Regions from separate parts of the Mus musculus genome. Here regions 1 and 3 are each linked to region 2. Evidence: chromatin contacts called from public promoter capture Hi-C data. All regions are on one chromosome and are shown on one strand. The core of a region is the stretch at or near the end of the contact, and the rest is flanking DNA. Distances in the headings are between cores, read along the strand shown.

Region 1 (3,006 bases), core at 179-2,678, 520 kb before region 2:
AGAGTACAAAACATCAGAGGGAAAAGCTGGTAAGAAGAATTTCCCCGGTCTTCTTGACTTCATTTTTCTATTTTATCTTAGCTTCATGTTGATGGTTATTTTCTGCAAAGGAATCCATTTGGCATTAATGAAACTTCCTCTCTTTTACTCTTATAATTAAGACAAGCTTTTATCCTTGAAGTTAAATGTCCAGGAATTTTGTGGCTATTTTTCTTCTCTACCAAATGGGGGTGGGGGGAGGGATCATCTCCAGTGTTTTCTTTCTTTGTTTGTAAATGTCCAGCTTTCTAGCTAACAAATTCCTTTGTCTTTTTAACTGATTCATCTTACTTTTGGGTTCATTTTAAACTTTGAGAATTCAGACCCAAGCTCTAGGAGAGCCCTCAAAGAGGTAGGGTATAAGGGTAAGATACACAAAACTAGCGTGCTAGGAACCACCAACAGAAACCGTTTTCTCTGTCTCTTTAAGTACAGTTGGGATGAATGAAAGGATACATTACCAGATTAGAGAATGGGTTTTAAGACAAAGAGTGACACATACCCAGGTGTGGGTATGGACAACCCATAGATCCTTGATTTATCCACATTTAAAAAAAAAATCAACTGCATCCTAACTAAAACAGTCCAAGTCAGTAGAGTTAATACCACCATGGATGTATCGTTCCATACATTAAAACACACATAATATCTAAAGTATTTTAATAGAAATCACGTACTTAAAACTTACAAGCTTTAGCAATATACTGGCCACTTCTGCAGTTTCTGCAAAGCTGGAGTCAAACACTGTGATATCAAAATGATACCCAGCTGAGACAAATCCATGGGACTCTTTCTCTGCTCTGCTAAAGTTTTATAAAGAAGCCAAAGCTATCTGGGATCCTAAGAACACATTATCTATACATATCTGAAAGAGATTGCCCCGAGTTTAATGTAAATCACTGGAGTGAGCTGGATTTCTTCAGAAGAGAAAAATTTCCCGTCAAAGGTAAGTTTTGGAGTGACTTTTCATCTGTGTAAACGGAGGTGGCAATGGGAGTGTCAGAGACACATCGCTGGTCTCTGCAAAGCTCCATAGGACTAGCATTTAACAGATCATGAACCCAAAGGAAGAGATCTGAGGTGTTCCCAGCACAGTGTGGACACCACACTCTGAGAGTCAAGACAGAATCAGTCACAGGACTTACCTACTACAGCCACCAGGAGGCAGGACCACAGAAGAATCATCGCACTTGCCTATTCTGGGGCAGGTACCAGAGAAGAGCGATGGCTGCCGGCTGGTGGGCAGGCAGGCTGGTGGGCAGGCAGGCTGGCGAGCCGGGGGACACTGCTTGACCTTGCACCTCTCAGCACCCCTCCACCCTCTTCTCCTGTTTGCTCATGTGTGGTAACCTTGGTGCTGCTATTTTGTAAACATCCGACTGGACAAGACACATGAACACCACATACAGGTTTGGAAATTAATGCCTTCATGAACCCCACAAGCTTCTCCACTTGGATCTGCCCTAGGATGATGGCCAAGACTCCATCTCCCTTACAGGAGCCAGCTAAGTGAATAATGCAATTTAAGAGGGGGCCCCCGAGGAGAGGAAATTCCAAGCTAATATGATTTCCTTTACAGCCTTTACCTAAGGCAATGTTCTTGCTGGCATTCAGGACCCTAATTTCATTAATAATTGAGATCCAGATAGCTGCCTTAAATCAGATGTAGGGAGGAACATCTTCAGTCTCTGGGAACAGTCACTGGGCTCTTGAGTTAATGGGAGCCTGGTATTGTCTAATGAACATCAACTACAAACAATACAGCAGAAAGAGTGCTTTTGTTTCTGCTAGGCCCCTTTAATGAAGAGAAACATTGATTTTTGATAAATAGGAATGCTTTTTAAATTTTCACTGAGCACAGTACACAAAGTAGCCCAGACAAGATGCTTTTAGGCTTCTTGAAGACAAGAACTATTAATGTTTAACATCATTCGATGAAAGATTTTTTTTAAATGTCCCCTTAAAGATATTTTTATGTCTTGACTTTGTATGTGGGGGTAGACAAATGCTGTGGGGTACATGGAGAGCTCAGAGGACAACTTTTGGGAACTGGTTCTCTCCTTCTACCATGTGGGTCCTGGGGATTCAAATGGTGTCCCAATTTGTGGGAACCAAATCAAACTTGGATTGTCAGGCTTGGTTGAAGCACCCCTTCCCAGTGAGCCATCTTGTTGGCTCCCTGACAAAGGATTCGTTGCTGTTTGATGAATTGAATAATGTTCACTTTTTGTTACGTCACCTCCTCCTCTCTGGCTGTACAGCAGGAGTCCCTCTGCTGTCTGTGTACCTGTGCAGACACCACTTCAACATGCTCAAATAAATTAATTAATTAATTAATTAATTAATTAATGTCCTTCTCAGGCCCAGCATAACTGCTCACAATTATAACCCCAGCACTTGGAAGGAGGAGACGGGACCAGGCGTTCAAGTCCAGCCTTGGTTATCTACCAAGTTCCTGGCCAGACTGAACTACAGGAGATCATGTCTCACTCAACAAAGAAGAAATGAAATAAAGCAAACTAACACCCCTACCCCATTAACAAACAGACAATAGTCTTCGATGTAGTAACTCCACACTAGCTAGTCAAGCTAATTGTCTGTGAAAGAGTTGTGTGGGTAGAGGTAGGAGAGGAGAGCTAGCCTTCTGACTTTGTTGGATTGTGCAGAAAACATTTCAGAAGAAAACGAAGTTACAATTTAATCTGCTGGAGGTCAAATCTATGGGGAGTGTTTCTGTTGGTTTTGATTTTGAGGAACGCCCATAGACAGTGGTACCCTGGGCTTCGAGAGCCTTGCTCACTGAGAATTAATCTGGCCCCTTGCTGTCTGCTCCTGACAGTTCTAAGCGTCTGTTTTGGCTCGTGGAAGAATCTGAACAAGAGGTAGCACAGCTGGGTTGGTAGGGGAGGGATTCAGAAGCCTCCGTTCTTGCAGAAGTTTGAATTGAGTTGGTGATCCACGTGGTAT
Region 2 (2,700 bases), core at 197-2,696:
TAAAACACTAAACAGAACCATCGGGCTTATTATCTGTCTAAGACTAAGTGTTTGTAAATGTCGTGAATAACAGCAGGGTGAGCCATTTCCCTCTGACTGCTGTTTAAGGCCAAGGGACAGTTATTATTTGTGGCCACACTTCCGGAGAGCTGCCAGCCCTGCCTCTGCTGGGGGGAAATGCTCTACAATAATTCCTCCAAAGCTAACCACCAACCACTGTGATTTAGGGACCTGATGGCAAAGGAAGCTGGGAGAGGAGCCGACTTATTGCCAGGGCTGGGGGACGAGTGTGGTCTTCCAACTTTGGCCATGACAGGTGTGCCTAGTCGGAAGCTTGGGCCAGGCAAAGCACAGGATAAGTAGGGAGAAGACTACCTTCATGAACATGTCCACACTCCATTAAAACCGTTGCCTCCGCCCTGTTTCTGAGGATGAAGAGGAGGTGCCACAGTGCACCAGCGTCTGCTTTTCAGTACTCTACCAAGTACATTAGCTTTATTACACTTGATTTTGAATGTGAAGACTACATGATAACCTCGGAGGTACCCAAAGGCGTATCCACACAACCTAAAGATCACCAGAAGGATAAACTTCCCCAGCCTTGGCCCACAGCGAGCCGCAGCTCGTTTGGGAGCGCCCCCTAGGTATGCATATTTTAAATACACTATACTGTGGTTCCAGCTTGCAGACAGGCGGCTTGGTAGTGCAGTCAGACAACTGCGAACTAAAACTTTGACATGCACAATTAGCCCGTGAGTCCCAGTTTCTCCGTCTACGTTATGGAAATCATAATGCGAACCCAGAGGACACCACGGGTCTGACTGTAGCACCCTGAACGTGGATGCGTGATTAGTCAGGCTTCTTTTATCTAGAAAACAGCCTTGGCATATGGCTCAAACAGCTAACACTCCCTAGGAATGAGATTCACATCGGGGGTGGGGGTGGGGGTGAGGTGGGGGGTGGAGGAGGGAATTAACTCGTGCAGAGCTACAGGCTGGCCTGAACCAGGCGCTTCATGGACGGAGAAAGCCAGTCTTTCTGGAACAGTACACCCAAGCCAGAAGGGTCAGCAGGAACGCAGAGCCAAGGCTCCCTGGAAAGGAGCAGAGCGGCGGTGGGGTGGAGGACCCACACCCGAGCCCCACCCTTCGGTACTACACAACTCCATGGAGGGAGGGCGGGGACAGCTGTACTGTTGCCAGGCAACCGCTCCCCAGCGTCCTGGCCCTGTGCTTCCAGGGTTGGTCTCAGCCTGCAGCTGGTACTGGATCAAACTCAGGGCCCGAGTCAGTGGCCTCTGTCAACTCTAAGCCCAGGCCAGGAACAGTTCCAAGATAGATTCCCCACGGCCACCCGGCTAGACTGACCTTTAGTGCCCAGGATCGGACGGGAAGTGGAAGCTGAGGACAGGCTGTGACTGGCTTTCGCTGGGGAGAGGCGGGGCCTTGGAGAGGGCGGGGCCTCTCGTGACCCAAAGAACGCGCTGCCCCGTTTGAAGCTGGGATGTCCCACCCAGAAGCAAGTTGGTGCCGGCTGGTCGCTAAAGCAACGTCAGTGAAAGCCCTTCCACTCTGGAGCCGCGAGGGTTCTCCCAGTTGGTTTCATATCTTTAGTCCCATAATGTAAAGGCTCCATCCAGCGTACTTCGGTGTGAGTCCAGGTTTGTTTTTAATGACCAATGTATGGCCTCCAAGGCAGTACCGTCTCTTTGATTCTCAATTTTTCTCGTAAATGAAATGGAAAAACGACACTTTTCCGACAAAGCTATGGTTAAGGGGGCTGGATCCTATCTAGCTACAGAAGTGAGTGATATACAAACAACAGTAGGATTTAGGGTAGAGAGAGCACATCACAGGGAATGGAAGAGTGGTGAGTCCTGAGCTCTAAAATGTGGGTAATGTAGATCAGTCAAAACCAGAATCTACAAAAAAGTGCCTGAGGCTAGCCAGTGGCCAGGCAAGAACCCAGGTAAGAAGAGGCGATGGGAGTTCCAGAACTACTGGCCGAAGAAGGGACAGACTCACTTGCACCCAGGACTGCCTTGGATAGTGATGCTCAGTAGCCACAGACTGGCTGGCTGGTGCGTCTTCAGAAGCTCTTTCTGTCTGACGGCTTCCATTCCTGTTGCTATGGAGTGCAGCTCTGCCCTCCCCAGTCCCATAAGCCCATGTGTTATAGGACTAGTTCCCATTCCTTAGGACCAGAGGTTTGCCTTTGTTTTGTCTTTTTGTTTCTAGCACGTGGACTTAGATGAGCAAATGTGCCTACAGAAACTGTCAAGTATGCTATTCCGGATGGAGAAAGGATAAGAGAGTTGACAGTTTGCATCAGGCTTCCAAGGGCCATCTGTCCTGAAGAGTAAGATTACAGTGGTACAGTCACAAGCCACTTTGCGGGGACAAATCTTACACTTGATAGATTACTAGGGTTTTGTTTTGTTTCACTTTGCTTCTTTAGCTGGTCTGTGTGTGTGTGTGTGTGTGTGTGTGTGTGTGTGTGTGTGTATGTGTGTGTGTGTTTTGGATGCTATACCTTTCTGTGGCCCTGCATAGCCCAAAATTCACTTTGTGGCCCAGGGTGTCCTCGAGCTCAAGGTGATCCTATTGTCTCGGGTGCTGGGATGGCAGGTGTGTGCCACCAAACTTACCTCGGATTGGTCAGAAGTCCTAAGTGACCCCAGAAAGTCAGTCACCTGGCAGC
Region 3 (2,719 bases), core at 24-2,523, 580 kb before region 2:
CTCTGCCAGAGTAGCTAGCATGACAGGACCATTGGACAGACAAGAATCCCCAAGGCCCAGGAGGATAAATAGCATACACTGCTTGCTAGCCAAGAACCTGAGACTCAAACCAGATTCCTCACTACTTAACTAAGGGGCTTGTAGGGGAGTTCGATGGTCTTTGGGGGACTCTTGGAGGTTTGGGAAGTGCCTGACTTATGCAGCCAAACCTCAAAATAGGGGAGGTCATGGCTAGGAGGACAGAGCAAGCCAGGCAAGAAAACCCCAAGCGCTTACCACATGCAACTTGCCTCTCATCCACCTATCCTGCTTCTCCCAACGACAGCTTCCAGAAAAGAGCATCCTATTCCTAGCCTTCCCATCAGTCCCTCCCCTTGGTGGCACCCCTCTCATTGTCCCCCAAGATGCTGCAATCCAGTTGTGTAGAAGGACCCTTCCTGTGAGGCTGAACGTAGTCTGCAATAGAACGAACCAGATCCTGTGTGGCCGAACACCCTGTTTCTGAGGCCATGAGAAGATTGAGTAGAAAGGACAGGGAAGTTTAACATCACCAGAGGTGAGCCTTAGAGGAGCCTGGGAAGAGAGAGAGCCCATAGGATCCAGGTAACAAAACCATCAAAAGCAAGAAAAAGTTACTAAAGTGATCCTGGTCCGTCCCCCCCCCCACTCTGCTGCTGACAAGCTGTGCGACCCTGAGTGAATTACTCTCCCTCTCTGGACTGTGGTTGTAAGAAGAAAAAGTGGACTGAACGAGCTCACAGGTCCCGTAGCTGCTCTCACTTGATAAACTAAAAGGCAAGGTGAAGAGAAAGGAAGCCGTCTTCCAGCACCTAGCTATGTATTTCCTCAGAGACTCTACTCCCTTCCCAGCAGCAGGCTCACCTTTAGGCTCAACTTCTCAAAACACCTGATTTGACCCCACACCTCAGAATCCTTTCTGACTCATCAGCAGTGAGTTAACTGACCTTCCTATAGCCCTCCTGCGGCTCCGGCCTCTCCAGCCCTCAGCCCTTTGAGACTTAAGGCCTTTCCCCATTCCAGCTTGCTATTCCCCTCCCCACCAAACTCCTTACCTTCTCCCGGGGCTGTCAGCATGGAAAGGAACAAGGCCAACAGCACCTGCGGGATGCAGAGCCGCATGGCAAGCTTCCCAGATGTGGGAGGGCCTCAGAGCAGCCACTCAGGATGAGTCCCCCAGACTGCCAGCCTGCACGCCACCCGCTGCCAACCTCATGTCCCAGGCAGACTGCTTTTCCAACTGCACGCCTGCACCTTGTGAGGCTGCAGCCTGGCACTTCCCGGCCACCAGAGTTGGGGAGCCGCCAAGTTTTCTAGCAAGCAGCTTTTCAGCTGGATCAGGTTTCAGGGCGGGAGGAAGGGGAGGGGAGTCTACTGGCAGATGTCAGGAGAGGGAGGCCAGCCCACCCATCCAAATAGGTGGCTTGGTCACATCTTGCCCCAAAAAAAAAATGTTTTGGGGAAGGGAAGGGCCTACAGGATCTGTGAAGCAAAGATGCAGCCTGACAGCTGTGGGCTGTACACTGGGCTGTCAGTGTCAGCACTGTCCCTCCACAAGTATAGTATGGGCTGGGGTTGGCTTAAACAGGGGCAACAAGAAGTATACTTTGGCTTCCCAAGGTAATGTGATGTCCCTAGTGAAGCAGGTGACTGGATGTGTTCTGCAGACAGAGAAGTTAACAGGGGTCACACTAAAGGTCTGCTTCTTCATCCTCATTCAATTTAAGTTTCTTTTTTGTTTTGCTTTGTTTTGCTTTCTTTTTTAAGCCAGTCTCATGCAGCCCGGGCTGTCCTTGAACCCACTAAGAAACAGAGAATAGTTTTGAACTTCTGCTCCTCCTGACTTCACCTCTCAAGTACTTGAATTACTTAAGGCAGGTGCCACCAAGAATCTGGGAAAACAAAATACATGTTAAAGGGGCTGGAGAGTTGGCCCAGTGGCTAGAAGCATGTATTGTTCTTGCAAAGGACCGGGGTTCAATTCCTAGCACCCACATGGAGGCTCCCCACCTCCCCAGGCACCAGGCATGCATGTAGTACGCAGACATACGTGCAGGTGGAACAGTCATATGCAGAAAATAATAAAATAAAATAAAATAAATACATTTTACATATCTTTACTTGATTTTCCGAGCTTTAGCAAATATCATTAAATGTGTGGTCTTTTGTGATCACATTCTTATTGTAAGTCTGGGAACATGGTTGAGTGGTACAGTGCTTGCCTAGCTTGCACCAAGCCCTGAGTTCAACCTCTAGCAATACAGGGGGAAAAAGTGCTTTAGACCAGGTATGGTGACGTTCACCTGTAATTCTAAGGAGGAAGAGACAGGAGGATCAGAAGTCCCAGGCCACTCTGAGCTATACATCTGGTTCCAGAGCACTATGGGCTATAGGAGAACTCTGCCTCAGGAAACAAACAAACAAACAAACAAACACAAAAATAATTAAAAGTTCAGTAAGCAAAAGGACCAGGCAATGTGATTGGCATCTGTAATCTTGGCAACTGGAAGGTTAAGGTGAGAGAGAGAGGAGATAGACCAGCCCAGGCTGCACATCTCTCCCTCTCCCTCTCCCTCTCCCTCTCCCTCTCCCTCTCCCACCCTCTATCCCTCCCTCCCTCCTTCCTCACACACATGGAGTTAAAAATATTAATATATGGAAGACCCAACAATCTGAAGGCCTCCCAGGAGTTTTGCTGCAC

The links. Promoter capture Hi-C pulls out the DNA fragments that hold promoters and counts their contacts.
Region 1: a contact with region 2 is called in a promoter capture Hi-C map of embryonic stem cells, with 2.7 times the contacts expected there. The contact joins the promoter of Htr3b here to the promoter of Ttc12 in region 2. A contact is called at or near these places in 13 of 39 promoter capture datasets (the 3T3-L1 cell line, the C10 cell line, the HPC-7 cell line and 7 more), 2 of 15 datasets of contacts at CTCF or cohesin (pro-B cells and stem cell-derived epiblast-like cells), 22 of 484 Hi-C or Micro-C datasets (the Ba/F3 cell line, the G1E-ER4 cell line, the HPC-5 cell line and 10 more), 9 of 115 datasets of contacts at active chromatin or transcription factors (acute myeloid leukemia, astrocytes, bone marrow-derived dendritic cells and 3 more) and 3 of 9 other capture datasets (adipose tissue, embryonic stem cells and liver).
Region 3: a contact with region 2 is called in a promoter capture Hi-C map of embryonic stem cells, with 7 times the contacts expected there. The contact joins the promoter of Htr3a here to the promoter of Ttc12 in region 2. A contact is called at or near these places in 18 of 39 promoter capture datasets (the 3T3-L1 cell line, 3T3-L1-derived adipocytes, the C10 cell line and 10 more), 1 of 15 datasets of contacts at CTCF or cohesin (pro-B cells), 11 of 484 Hi-C or Micro-C datasets (the G1E-ER4 cell line, cerebral cortex, cortical neurons and 4 more), 5 of 115 datasets of contacts at active chromatin or transcription factors (astrocytes, embryonic basal ganglia and embryonic stem cells) and 1 of 9 other capture datasets (embryonic stem cells).

The regions. Positions count from the first base shown.
Region 1 is chr9:48,963,562-48,966,567 of GRCm38.p6, forward strand. Htr3b (5-hydroxytryptamine (serotonin) receptor 3B) reads right to left here and starts at 1,429. Exons shown (of 9, transcript NM_020274.4): 1 at 1,185-1,429. The coding sequence starts at 1,224.
Region 2 is chr9:49,484,779-49,487,478 of GRCm38.p6, forward strand. It overlaps Ttc12 (tetratricopeptide repeat domain 12), which reads right to left and starts at 1,447. Exons shown (of 22, transcript NM_172770.3): 1 at 1,368-1,447.
Region 3 is chr9:48,909,826-48,912,544 of GRCm38.p6, forward strand. It overlaps Htr3a (5-hydroxytryptamine (serotonin) receptor 3A), which reads right to left and starts at 1,274. Exons shown (of 9, transcript NM_001099644.1): 1 at 1,074-1,274. The coding sequence starts at 1,140.